2 separate regions of the Mus musculus genome follow, and region 2 is linked to region 1. Evidence: chromatin contacts called from public Hi-C data. All regions are on one chromosome and are shown on one strand. Each heading gives the region's core, a stretch centred on a gene start, on an enhancer-like site or on the middle of the called end of the contact. The rest is flanking DNA. Distances are from core to core; before and after follow the strand shown. Region 1 overlaps Ppp2r3a (protein phosphatase 2, regulatory subunit B'', alpha). Region 2 has its middle 30 kb from the start of Ppp2r3a.

Region 1 (6,897 bases), core at 1,531-4,030:
AGATTGTTTTTATCTGCCCTATTCATGCACTCTCTCTTCCTTCTAAGTCCTGTGGCTAAAAGAAAGTTACTTAGCCTTAGAATCTATTGCTATACTCACATAAGACATGAGCAGTGAAGCCTGACACTTACACAGAGTAGATCATTTAATATTAATCCTTCCCAGGTAACCAGAAAAGCAGTCCACCACATATGTATACCTTCTGTAAGATGCAGGATAGGGTACAAGAGAGCCTGATTCTTTCTTTAAAAAAAAAAAAAAAAGATTTATTGTGTGTAAGTACACTGTAGCTATCTTCAGACACACCAGAAGAGGGTGTCAGATCACATTACAGGTGGTTATGAGCCACCATGTGGTTGCTGGCTTTTGAACTCAGGATCTCTGGAAGAGCAGTCAGTGTTCTTAACCACTGAGCCATCTCTGCAGCCCAAGAGCCTGAATCTTAAAGAGCTGAAATCTAACTGATGAGACGCAATGATCCTGAACAATCTGTTCAAACACTTTCTAAAGTACCATCAGTGCAGCAAGCCTTCAACGCAGGACTGTGTGCGATTTCTCTATGCACACAAGGACTTAACAATCTAGAATCAGAGAAGTGTTTTCTGGAGGTTTTAATTTTTCACTACTTACTTTACTGATTGTGACTACTTGGAGAAAGGCAATTATTTGCCCATTTGTGTAGAGGTGTTTGTCGAAGAGCATGTTTATTCTTTCTCAGAAGGGACTCTTTGCCATCCCATTTAAGAACTCAGTTTGATGAAGCCTCCATGTCCTTAATGTTGTCCTATTGCACAAACTGGGAAAAAAATATATATATACACACACATATATACATATATATATACACAGAGAGAGAGAGAGAGAGAGAGAGAGAGAGAGCCTGTGAGTTCACCAAGAAGAAAAAAGAATGGTGTTTTTAACAGTCTGTCCCAAATATGACAGACTTCACTATGACTCACATTCTACTGTCCCTGACTGAAAATTTGTGACAGGTCTAGAAGCGCATCAATAATTTGCTAACCCCAATATCTACCATGTAGAGTTTATAAATGTAGACATGTATTAGTTCACAGATAGAAAGCCAAAGCAATAAAGGCAAGTTATAAAATAGATGAATTATTTTGAAATGCACACATTTGTACTAAAAATATGACAAAGTGCCAGATACAGCAAATACAATGTTCAGCAAAATAGCCTGCGAGAAGAGAAAAAGGTGTGACCAGGAAAGATGGGCAGAGGGCCTCAGTAGTTCCCATATGTCATTTTTCTGCTCTGGATGGTAGATATCTAGTAAGTAGTTTCTCAGGTTATTTATGTCATTTGTATATTCCTCGACATTATTTAATTTTTAGAAGTTGAATTTTAGAGATAAGACTTTATGACCAAATTAAAAAATAAACTTAGTGTCGGGCATAGTGGCTCATGCCTATAATCCCAGCACTCAGGAGGCAGAATCAGGCAGATCTCTGTGAGTTCAAATCTAGCCTTATCTACATGAGTTCCAGGACAGCCAGAGATACATAGGAAGACCCTGTACTGAAAATAAACAAACAAACAAATACCTAAATATTATTCTAGCCTTGTTATAATTTTGTTTGAGGGCCAGCAAGATGGCTCAGAGAGTCAAGGCACTTTCCATGCAGGCTTAGTTCAGTCCCTGGGCCCATGTAATGATAAAAGGAGAGAACTCACTCAACAAGTTGTCCTTTGACATCTGCACATGAGTGCTCACACAGACATATCATACATACACATAGACAATAATAATACATAATTTTAAAGGATTTTTAATTTGTTGTTTGGTTTTTGAGGCAAGGTTTCATTATATAGCTTTGACTGGCCTCAAACTCATAGATTCTGCCTGCCTCTGCCCTGTGAGTTCTGGGGCTACAGACTGTGCCACAACACCCAGCAAGATTTAAATTTTAAATGTACTTGTTATAGGTATGTGAGTACAGGGCCTGCAGAAGACAGAAAAGGCTACTGGCTCCCTTGGAGTTTGAGTTGCTTGCAGTTGTAAGCTGCCCAGTAGGAATGCTGAGCACTAAACCTGGACCCTCTGGAAAAGTATATGCATTCTTAGTTACTGAGCTGTCTATCCAGCCCGATATATAATTTTTGAAACTTCATTTGTCCTGGGCATTGTGTACAGCTCTGTAATCTCAGAATTAGGAATGTGAAAGCAAGAGAACCATGAGTTCAAGGCTATTGTGGACTTCAACTATGAGTTGAAGACTGACCTGAACTCCCTAGAAAGACCCTGTCTCAAGAAGACAAGAGCTAGGGGTCTAGCTCAGTGACAGAGCACTTGCCTATCATGTAATACCATATGGGTGTGGGGACTGAGGGAGATTATTTGACAGAACAAAAAAGGTGAATTGTGATCAGGTGAATAATTTCTACCTGGTTCACATTTATGGCCACTGTTCTGTGTGCACATTTTTAGTTACCAGAAACATTAAAACTTAGAGCAATATAGTACATACTTCGTTATTAAATGATGATTTTGCTCAGATGTTCATTGAACATTTATGGAAACTCTGTGGAACTCATTTATTGATTCACAAATGTTGATAATGTTACATTTTAGAGAAAAGGCCCAACTCTTGAGAGTCCCAGCAGACCTGACCTATCCACTGTTCCCAAATTCAGTCCAAGAGATGGCAGTACTGAAGGCAGGAAAACAGTTTTATAAAAATCACTGTGCCCACACCAGGAGAACGAGAAAGCTGACAGAGCTTTGAAAGGTCTAGAAAGGGAACAAAGGCAAAGGTTAAAGGTTTGCATACTTAGCAAAGCAAGCAGTCTTGGGTAAACCATGGCTGGGTTGATCATTATCAAAAAGCTATGCTTTTTGGTCACAGTGAACATTGCAGTTGCCTGTGGGGGTAGTTCCACTTCTTGTGGGATTCTTATATATTAGGTCATTTCTTCTGAAACACAGTGTTACTGCAGGAAAGAATGACAAGTCAGAAAAAGCAAGATGGAATTAGTTCCTTTGGGTTTAGAGCAAAGACTAGAGACATCAGATGCTACTTCAGTAGTCTAGACTTAGTTACTCTCATTTGGTGTATTGGGGTGGGATAGGATTAGCAGCTTCAGACAGATAGTCTTTACATGATTTACATATCTATTGCAGAGTTAAGCAAGAATCTGACCCAAATATTAGGGTAGCAAAGGAAATAGTTGCAAAATAACACCAAGTTTTTAATCTTTCTTTGTGTCACGCACATCCAAGTGAAGAGTCAATGATTTTAGCAAGCACAGCCTCTAAGTCCCTATTATAATATCCTTAGTTCAGTAGGGTTGTCACTAGAAGAGAAGCTAAATAAATTAATTACAAAATACAAAAGAAAGTTTTTCATATTCAAGATAATACTGATGGGCTTACCATGCTATAAAGGACTAAAAATACCTGTGTAGTAGCTTCAGAATGCTAATCATTTCTTAAGCGCTACAGTTATTATAGGCTAAGGCATTTGCATATATTTTCTCAATAATCTGTGTATTAAATGGAAAATGTTCTCCTCTGATGACCTATTATAATTTTCACAGCCATTATAACCAGAAACTCTTATTGTGGTACCACATATTAAATGTTTATTAAGTTTCTTCCCACATTACCTCCTGTGGGGGTGGGGGGAAGACAGGGAGTGGGCCTCTGGTAATACTCCGAGTCTTGGCACGAGCTGCAGCTCAGTCTGACTCGGCAGCCAGGCACTAAAGCGTCCTAGGTTTGTTTGGTTTGTTTTTTTCCTTTTTACAAATGTGGACTAGAATCAGAATGCGATTTAAAATAATCATCTTTCAACATTCTTTTAAATAAGCTTCAGTATCAAAAAATAGAATAAAATTTAATAAATTTCTGCTTGATGGCCTTGTACAAGAAGCCATATTTCCTTGCTTTAGAGGCTTGTCCTTTATCCTTGAATCTTTTCTTCCCGTGAATTGGTTTAAGACAGGAATTGACTTTTTCTATGAAAAGCCAGACAGTAAATATTTTAGGCTTAGTATGTAATGAGATTAGTGTTATCGTATGTGTGTGTGTGTGTGTGTGTGTGTGTTCATGCATACATGCATGTGCTTAAAGAGTCTTTTAAAAATATTAAACTAGGGTCTGGGGAGATGGTTCAGTTGGTAAGACTGCCCTGTGTAAGCATGAGCCCCTCAGCTTGAATCTCCAGCACCTATAGAAAGAGCTTGGCGTGGCAGTGCATATCTGTAACCACAGTGCTGTGGGGCAGAGGCCAGCAGATCCTGGGAGCTGGCTCACTAGCCCACCAGCCTAGCCAAAATGGTCAGCTTAACGTCTGAGAGACCCTGTGTCAAGAAAATAAAAGAGAGAATGACAAAGTAAGACACTTGTCATCGTCCTTTGCCTCCACATGTGCTCATGTGGAAACATGCACCTGCGTTCATGTGTACACATATTCATATGCCACAAATACCAAACACACAAAATGTTAGACTGATCTTGGAGCTAAAGCTTAGAGAAACAGGCATTGAGCTAGATGTAGGCCATGAAATATAATTTGTTAGCTTGTTTTATGCAAATAGAACAGTATGGTATATTATATAAAAAGCACACCACTTAGTTTTGTCGGGTCTCAGTATTTTACAGTATTTGTTTCATATTTTTGTATTACTGTTTCGGTTTAGTTATTCATTGTTATTGTTTCTTAGATTAGACGTGGTCTGTTTGGAACCCCTTCTGTTGCTTGGGCAGCCTGACCTTGCAGTCCTCTTCCACCAGCTTCCCAGGCAGTTATAGCTGCAGGTCTGTAACCTAGCTTGGCTGCTGTAGTGTTTTCATTAGCATCTTGATCTTTCAAAATTATCTTAGATACAGTGACACCCATAGGATAGCCCTCCTCACTAGTTTCTCCTTTTTTCTAGAAGTTTTCTACCATTCTGAAATTGTTTATCTATTGCTGCAAACTTTTATACAATATTGTTTTTCATGGGTTTTTTTTTTCTGTTGTTGGTATATTTATTTGTTTTCTTGTACACACTAGGCTGGCTCTTTACTGATTAGCTACATTCCCAGCCCTTGTTTTTGTGTTTGTTTGTTTGTTTGTTTTGTTTGCTTGTTTCTAGACAGTCTTGCTGTGTATTTCAGACTGGTCTGGAACTTATCCTGCCCATGTCTAAGTATTAAGATTATAAAAATATGCCACCGTGATTGACCTATGATTTCTTTTAAGAACAAATTTTAAATTATGTCATTGTTGTTGTTGTTGTTGTTTTAGACAGCTGAAAAACTACCAGCTTAAACATTTTAATTAGAAATGAAAGCATTTTAATTAATGGGCATGTAGGCAGTGCTTTTAAATGTCAGTAGTGATGACACATTAAAAAGATTGTCTTGACAATATTACATATTATTTTAACATTATTTCAAAATAATTTCCCAAGAGTAAGTAGTATGTGTTGACCAAATAAAGATGAAATTCAAACTCCTGTTATGAGAGGAAGCCAAAAAGAAAACACTAAGAGGATATTCAGAAATTGGATACTGGCCTAGACCAGGGGTCGGCCATCTAAAGGCCTTGGGCCAAATCCACCCTGCTGCTGCCAGGACCATAACCACACCTGCTCATTAAATGATCTATGGCTGCTTTTGTGTTCTACCTACTAATCTGAGTAGTTGAGATACAGAGCCTAAAGCCTACAGTATTTATTTACTACTTGGGCACTTATAAAAATGGTTTGCTGACTATCTAGATGTATTTTACATTAAATCAACAAAGCAGAGTTTGATAAGGTTCAGCGTTCTGTTTTGTTGAGTCCTGGAAGCATCATTAAAGATCAGTAACAAAAGCTACCTATGGATTATGATATCCAATCAGTGTATCATTAGACATTTAAAAAGTAAATAAAACTGATTGTGGCAATGTGCTACTGTAATCTCAGCAACTTTAGAGGCTGAGACAGGAAAAACACTTTTAAAAAGTAAATTTTTGCCTAAAGTAACCACAGGTAGCTGTTTTCCCTAATCTCTGCCTCCCCCATCAATCAGCTTCTTTTCTTGTCTTTTTGGACAGCTTTCTCACAATGTCACTCATTTCTCACACAGTCATTGACTAACATGTGACACTTGATAAAGCCTCTATATGACAGGAATTAACTTTGTAGGTTCAAGAATAGCTGATCCATGCAGATGAGTATGCAAGAGAGTCAAATATGACCAAGAACAGCCTGTAGAGGAGGGAGAGTGAGCCAGCTAAGGTCCCCTAAGGTTTCATAATTATGATGAATGAATTACTGTGCTGAGGCCATATTTTAATATGGAAGTTAATGGAATAATTTTATTAAAAAAATAAACACTAAGAAACTATACTTAAGTAATACTTCCTCTCTCTGTATATGTGCCTGTGTGTCTGGGGTTGGGTGAAGTATGCACGTGGAGGACAGAGGTCAGCATCTAGTATCTTTTTCTATCGCTTGCCACCGTATTTTTGAGATGAGATCTCCGTGAACTCAGAGCGCACGAGTAAACTAGACTAGCTGGCTAGTGAGTTTTCGGGATCCCTCTGTCTCTAGGCCCCCCACCTAACACTAGTGTTGTAGACATACCTCCATGTCCAGAGTCCAGCTTCTGTGTGGGTGCTGGAGATCTGAGCTCAGGTCCTCATGCTTATACTACAGGCACTTCACTGCCTCAACTGTCGCCCAGACCCAATAAACCAAGCTTTAGCCCTGTGTCAGTGCTACCAGCAGATGGCATCACAGTCAACTTGGGCCTCTTAAGCGTAATGGGGCAATAACATTTTAATCATAACTCAAAGGTTAAAAAATAAGCTCTAGTTCCTTCTAGAAGCATTTTTTAATTTAACTTTAGTAAAACTGTCAAAGCTGTAAGTCTAATGAAACCTGACAACTTAACATGCCTACATT
Region 2 (6,861 bases), core at 972-3,471, 75 kb before region 1:
AGAAGAAATGCCTTCTCCCTTAATTCACTTTTGTCAGGGTAATTCATCAGAGCAAGAGAGTCAACTAAGACAGAGAGGGCCTGTGCCTTGGAGTCACAGGAGATCTACTATGGCCATGGTCTTGTGGAGGGCTTCTCTCCAGTGCGCATACTTTTTATATATCTTTGTCCAGATGCTGTTGGTTGCCTCTTCAACTGTCGGGTCCTTTTCTTCCTAGCTAACAAGCAGCGTAGTTTTATTCTGATCCCCAGAACCCATGGATGCATCATGTTTGGACAAAGCTATTGCAGAAGTTCTCTGGACCAGTGATTAGTCTACAAGTGGGCATCATGATCCAGTTTTGGTGAGTAGGATGCACAAGGAGGAGGAGGAGAGGATGTGCGTCAAGGAAAAACCAAAACAGCTTTGCTGGATAAAGGCAGCCTTGTGAGAAGAAAGGGCTTTTGTTCCTGACCCACTTCCCTACCTTGAACACTGTTAGGTGTGGATGCTGGGCTTGGAGTTATGGTTCTTTGGACTTGAACCAAGGTGATAACCTCAGGGCAAAAGGCAATTTTCCCAGGTGGTTGGTGCCTCTGATGCCACGGCAGAGTGGAAACAGAAGGAGCTTAAGTCCTTGGTGATTATGTTCAGTGAGTCAACCTGTCACACCTGTCACTGCCTACCTCTGGACTACGGCAGTGAGATGATCCATTGTCCCTATTATTTAAGTACTATGGGTGCAGTTGTCCAATACCCGCTACAGAAAGCATTTCTAACTGCTAGTCCATGGAAATCAGGTCAGAGGTCGGGGAGGGGAGTGGCCCACACACATAATTCTAGTGACAAAAAAAAAAAGTGAGTGAGAAAAGGGGAGGATCCAGAGTTCAAGAGAAGCCTTGGCTACAGAATGAGTTTGAAGACAGCAAGGACTACATGTGACACTGTTTCAAAGGTGAAGAAGGAAGGGTTGATGGAAGAGAAAAGAAAGAGGAAAAAGATGGGGAGGTAACTCGGTTGTTTAAAAACGCTTGTCTTATAAACAGGAGCACCTGGATTTTGATTCCCAGAACCCAGGAAAAATGTGGAGCGTGGCAGCACATTCCTGTAAACCCAGTGTTATCAAGATGGAAACATAAGGAGCCCTGAGGCTTGATGGCCAGCTACTCTTACCTGACTGCTGTGCTCCCATATGTAACAGACTCTGTGACAAAGGAGGTGGACGTCTGAAGTCCGCTGGCCTTCACACACATGCACACTCACATACATGTAGACTCACACAAACATATACATATACTTTTTAAATATCATAGCAGAGCAATGTTAGCTGACACATTCTTGAATAAAAACCTAGAAAGCATATGTCAATAAAGCAAATAAACTAGCAAAGCATATGTATTAATAAGAATGTGTAACAGAGCATATGTATTAATAAGAATGTGACCCCTTCCAGGCACAGAGACCTGGAGACAAAGTTCTCACAAAGTAATTTGAGAAATAACATCTTTACACAACATATTCTTCCTTGATGTATTTCTCTGCTATTTAAATCTTTTCTGTCCCTAGATTATTATTTTTAAAGACTTATTTATGTTAGATATGTGAGGATTTTTTTCCCTGAATATATGTGCACGCCTGGTGCCTGTGGAGGCCAGGGGAGGCGATAGGTCCTCTGGAACTGGGTCTACAGGTAGTTGTGAGCCAAAGTGTGGTGCTGGAAGCAAACCTAGATCTTCTTCAAGAACAGCAAGTGCTCTTGACCTCTGTGCCATCTCTCCAGCCCCATCTACTATTTATACAACACTATAAGCTCTATTTAGTTCTTATTAGATTGTTCAGTATTTTATGCTTGGGGCTATTGTCTCTTTCAAGATAACAGGGTTCCCCATGGCTCCGTCTTCTTTCATTACACAATATCCTTTTAAAAAATTTAAAAATAAATGAATAAATAAAAATCTCAACCCCCCACCTCGCCCCAACTCCAATTTCAAACTGCCCCTTCTTCACCCTGGGCAAACAGCAAGCACACTTAACCTCACGGGTTCCCGGGCCTTTGCTTGGACTGGTTTTTGGAGGTCATCCAACCTCAATGAACAAAAAAAGGTAACATTTGGAATCTAGCAAGCTTGAGGTTAAAACATGTCATGTCAGCGATCGCTAAACAGCAGTACCTCAGATTAGGTCAGGAATTTGTGAAATGTTTGTGCCAAGTGAAATGTCAAAGCACAAAGTGTGTGAAAGGGGGAAAAAAAAGGCTCTGTGTCAGTCAAAATGTCACTCTGTCCTGCAGCGAGTAATTTATTCCTCTCTTGTCTTTATCGTGCTTCTTGTTTCACATGTACTAATGTTGCCTCTAAATAATTGAAATTAATAGTGGCATTATCGGTGGCTTAGGGTAAAAAAAAACTAAAGAGCTAATTTAAAATCACTCAGTCAATTTGAATTCATTTTGAAAATGGAAATTGTTAACCCAGCCTTAAAAATAAGCCATTACCTGATTGTCCAAAGCATTTCTGGCACGGCAATTATTTGTTCTGTTAAATTTTTGTAATACAGCAAAAGGTAGAGAACAACGGGTACATTTTTCAAATGCTATACCCAAGAACACTAGAAACATGAAGGGAAGGTTAAACAGAGTCTGGATGGACCCAGGTAGCCCCCAATAAATGACATTCCAATGGCTTGTTGAGTTAATGATGAAGCAAAACTCTATAATGTCCATCCCCATTTCCTCACTGGTTTTAATTGCTACGCTGGCAGGGCTCTCCAGAACATGGCTCCTCTCCACGCCATTTGCTTTCTCTGAAAGCAGATTTTGTTGCATGTGCATGGCGAAAAGTAGGGAACAGGTCATGTGCTTGACACTAGGGCTAACTGGTTAATAAACTAAAAGGTTTCTTTGTAAACATTAGGGCAAGGGCCAGGATGAGGCTAGCGGGATCTCAGAGCACAACATTTAAGGAAGTACTTCTTCTTGGGGCTGCCCCAGCAGATGAATAGATCCTAAAAATTGGTGCTTCCTTAAATGTTACATACCCAACATCTCACTAGTTCCATCCTGTTCCTGGCCAGTCATTATTGATACCAGTAGAATTGGAAAGAGAGACTTGGAAAGTAAGAACACCTCTAGGAGGGGTGAAGAAGGGGCCAGCCTTGGAGCGACAGCGACACAAGATGGCAGCCACCATAGGTTCGGGAGTAAAAGTTCCTCAAAATTTCTGACTGTTGGAAGAGCTGGAAGAAGGCCAGAAAGGAGTAGGTGACGGCACAGTTAGCTGGGGTCTGGAGGATGACGATGAGGACATGACACAAGATGGACAGGCATGATAATTGGGCCTCCACGAACAATAATAGAATGTGGGCGAAGTACCCAGAAGCACCCCCGTCTGTAAGATTGGTAACAAGAGTCAGTATGAGTGGCATGAGCAGTTCAAATGGAGTGGTGGATCCAAGAGCCACGGCAGGACTGGCAAAATGGCAGAATTCCCACAGCATCAAAGGCATCCCGAAGGAACTGCGGCGCCTGATGTCAAAAGACAACATGAAGCTGCCACTGCCGCCAGGACAGTGTTACAGCAATTAGTCACCAAGGACCCGGCTTTCCCTCCCCATCCAATCCAAGTCTTCATTTTCCACTGTAGTGAATTTTCTAGATACATCTGTAGAGCTCAGAGTACTGGAGCAGAAGCCCCATTCAGGCTTCATCCTGAGGCACTGCTCTGATACTAACTTCTTGTCCATTTGAGGTACCTTAGTTGTGCTGTGTAACATCATCTGTCTAGTGTAACCGCTGTCTGCCTGGTTGAAATTCTGGGAACAGACCCGTCACACAATCTCCTGCTGCTGGCACTTGGCCTGGGTCTGCCTTTGCCTGCTCCACCGTCTGCCACACATGTGCGGTGGCCCTTAGAATAGATGGGAAGGCTCCGGGTAGCAGCTGTGGGACTGACTACTGCTGGGCTTAGGGCGCTTTGGCTGCACCCCTGCTTTCTTAAGTCTTAAGTGATGCCCCATCCAAGCCATGATCCCCACTCCTCCACTCCCACCCTTGGCCCAAGCTTAGATTGTAACCCACCCTTCCTTTGAAATTGGCCATGGGTGTGGAAGTCAAGGCCTCCCGTCTCCCCACCTTTATCAAAGGGTGCTGCTTTCCCTCCTCAACTCCCTTGTAGCCCATCACCATCCAACACTTGCTGTGGCCAGAAGCCATCAGATGAGGTTGGAATTGCCTGGCCTCCCTCACTTAGCTCCGGACCACATTCACCTGCCACCAGCCTGGGAAGGGAGCACCGGGCCCTCAGCCCTGCTGCCACCGTCAGCTCTTGAGCTTTGCACTCATGTCTAGAGGTAACCAGAGCAGTCATAGGGCGACTCAGACCAGCCAGCGCTCAGGGTCCTTGGTGGAAAGATGCCTAGAAAACGGCCATGTGGAAAGTCCTCAGTGCACACGGTACTGAGTTGGTTCCTTTTCCCATCATTGCTTTGCTTTTACTCACTGAAGAAATTTAAACAGGGCTCTGGGTCACCCTGGCCACCCATCGGGTCTGATGTGGAGCCTGACAGCTGGAACACGAGGTCCTGACCCTGCAGACTCAGGTTTCAGTGTTGCTCTTCAGACCCTCTGCAGGGACCGGGAGGAGCTCTGTGTTGCCACGTTTGCAGATCATTTGTAGATCAGTGGACCTGGCCTCCTGGCTCATTGCCATGCTCCCCACACCGTTAGGGACCACGAAAGGTTAAAATGTGGATGCATACCGAAATAAAGGCAATTCGTTGTATTTAAAACACACACACACACACACCTCTAGGAATTTGCCCCTAAACTGGGTTCCTAGCCAATTATACTGATACCAATATTAGAAGTTTTATAATAAAAACATCTCTCCTTTGCTAATATAAAGAACCTTCTCACTCTTTTAGGTTCAAATTGGGGCTGAAAAACGTGAAAGAACCACGTGAAACTGCTCAGTTCTGGTTTGCACTTCGGCTTTTCATTTGAAGACTCATTTCATCAATAGAAAGACATTCGCACTGAAGAAAACTGAACAAGAGAATCACAAATAATACAGAATCCAAACTTACTTTTAAAAAAATTATACTTTCTAGTAGTGATCAGTCTTAAGACTCCTTCTCACAGTCAGAGTACATAGGACAGAGTGTAAACTGGAAAACTCCCTTCTGTGTGTCCATTACTCAGCAAATATAAACTGTGCATCTACCATGAGTTCAGCAAATCCTGTGGGATCCTTCAAGAGAACTCTAGGATTAGGGATACAGCTTGATGTGTAAACTGCTTATAGCACAAGCATGCACAAGCCAGGTACCACGTAAGAGTCGTGGAGCAGTGAGTATCTGTAATCCTAGCACTGGGGAGACAAAAACAAAAGGTAGATGCTGGACAGCCAGCATAGACAGCAGTGAACTCCAGATTCGGGGAGAGATTCTGCAACAAAAAAATATAACGTGGAGAACAGGCAAGAGGGCTCTGTAGGTAAAAGTGCTTACTGGCAAGCCTGACAACCTGAGTTCCATCCCTGGGACCCACCAGGTAGGAAGGAGAGAACCAGATCTTTTTGAAGTTGTCCTGTGATCTCCACATACTTGCATGCATGCTTGTGTGTGTATGCATGTGCACACACACACTAAATAGTAGTAGTAGTAGTAGTAGTAGTAGTAGTAGTAGTAGTAGTAGTAGTAAATTCAATTTTAGAAGTATTTTTAATAAAAGAATGATAGAGAAAAACACCCATCATTGGCCTCTGGTTGATGATATGTGGCATGCATGTGCACATGAAAACACAGAGAAGAGAAGAAGCGTGTGCACACACACACACACACACACACACACACACGTCACATCAAACAAAAGAAAGGATTCTAAAGTCAGTGCTTTGCATCAAATGCACAGTGACCATCCAGCACAGGCACCACTTTCTCACACCTGGAGAAATGAAATTTGTCTCTGTTTCTGCTCTTGACTTCCCAAAGCAGGTTCTTCAGCCGGCAATCAGACTGACTCTTCCAAAATGCAAAGTCAGAATGTGATGGGCCTCTGCTCAGAACCTACTCCTGACTTCCTACGTCAGGGGAAACAATCTCAAGCCCACACCTAATTTACAATATTCCTCCCTTCTCTTTCCTTCCTATAGTCCCTCCCATGTACCCCTCCATACTCTCCTCCAAATTCATGGCCTCTTTTTTCACTAATTGTTATTGCACGCAATATGTAGTATGTTCTATTCATATGATGCTACCTATAAGTATATTTTCAGGCTTGAGCATTTTGCACTGAATAACTAATTGGTATGTTCTTCCTTGGGGAAGGCCACCTCTCCCATCCCCAGCCTTCTTCAGTTATCTGTGGTTCTCCGTGTAGGGCTGAGATCTCACGAGCTTCTCTTTGTCCAGTTTGACGTGTTCATTGATGGCATCCTTGTTCAGCTCAGGTGTGGCCAATGATGTTGGAGAGACTTTATGAGTGCAGTTTCTGACGTTACTAGGAGACACAATCTCACAGCAAACTCCCCGATCCTCTGTCTCTTACAACCTTTCTGCCTCCTCTTTTGGAAGCACGCCCTGAGCCTTACAAGATGGGGGTGGGGCACTTTGTAGCTATATCCATTGGGACTGGGCTCCACAACTCTGCCTTTTAATTGGTTGTGGTTTTCTGTAATCATCTCCATATTGGCAAAGAGAAGCCCTGCTGAGGGGAGGTGAAGACTAAGCTGATCTGTGGGTATAAGGGCAAACGTTGACAGATTGCTCATGCAGACTGTACTAGTTTACGAAATTAGCAGTTGAAGATTCTCCTTTAATAACCAAGGCTTCACTAGCACTGAGTAATTAGGTAGGTTTCCAGCATCAAGCATGGTCTCCTGCTTG

The links. Hi-C and Micro-C count contacts between places; a contact is called where the count stands out from the background.
Region 2: a Hi-C map of liver shows a contact between it and region 1, with 1.7 times the contacts expected there. The contact joins two enhancer-like sites. A contact is called at or near these places in 1 of 39 promoter capture datasets (pre-B cells), 1 of 15 datasets of contacts at CTCF or cohesin (the NIH/3T3 cell line), 4 of 484 Hi-C or Micro-C datasets (bone marrow-derived dendritic cells, cerebellar granule neurons, liver and 1 more) and 3 of 9 other capture datasets (adipose tissue, liver and pancreatic islet).

What each region holds. Positions count from the first base shown.
Region 1 is chr9:101,204,079-101,210,975 of GRCm38.p6, reverse strand. The region is part of intron 2 of Ppp2r3a (protein phosphatase 2, regulatory subunit B'', alpha); the gene reads left to right. Among named protein-coding and RNA genes, the nearest start is that of Gm24338, 15 kb to the left of the region's middle. Within about 2 kb of position 2,780, at least 8 of the 459 cell types and tissues checked have an H3K27ac peak or open chromatin away from gene starts, as enhancers often do. A contact at or near this core is called in liver, where this site is marked.
Region 2 is chr9:101,278,066-101,284,926 of GRCm38.p6, reverse strand. It overlaps the pseudogene Gm3121. Among named protein-coding and RNA genes, the nearest start is that of Ppp2r3a, 30 kb to the right of the region's middle. Within about 2 kb of position 2,221, at least 6 of the 459 cell types and tissues checked have an H3K27ac peak or open chromatin away from gene starts, as enhancers often do. A contact at or near this core is called in liver, where this site is marked.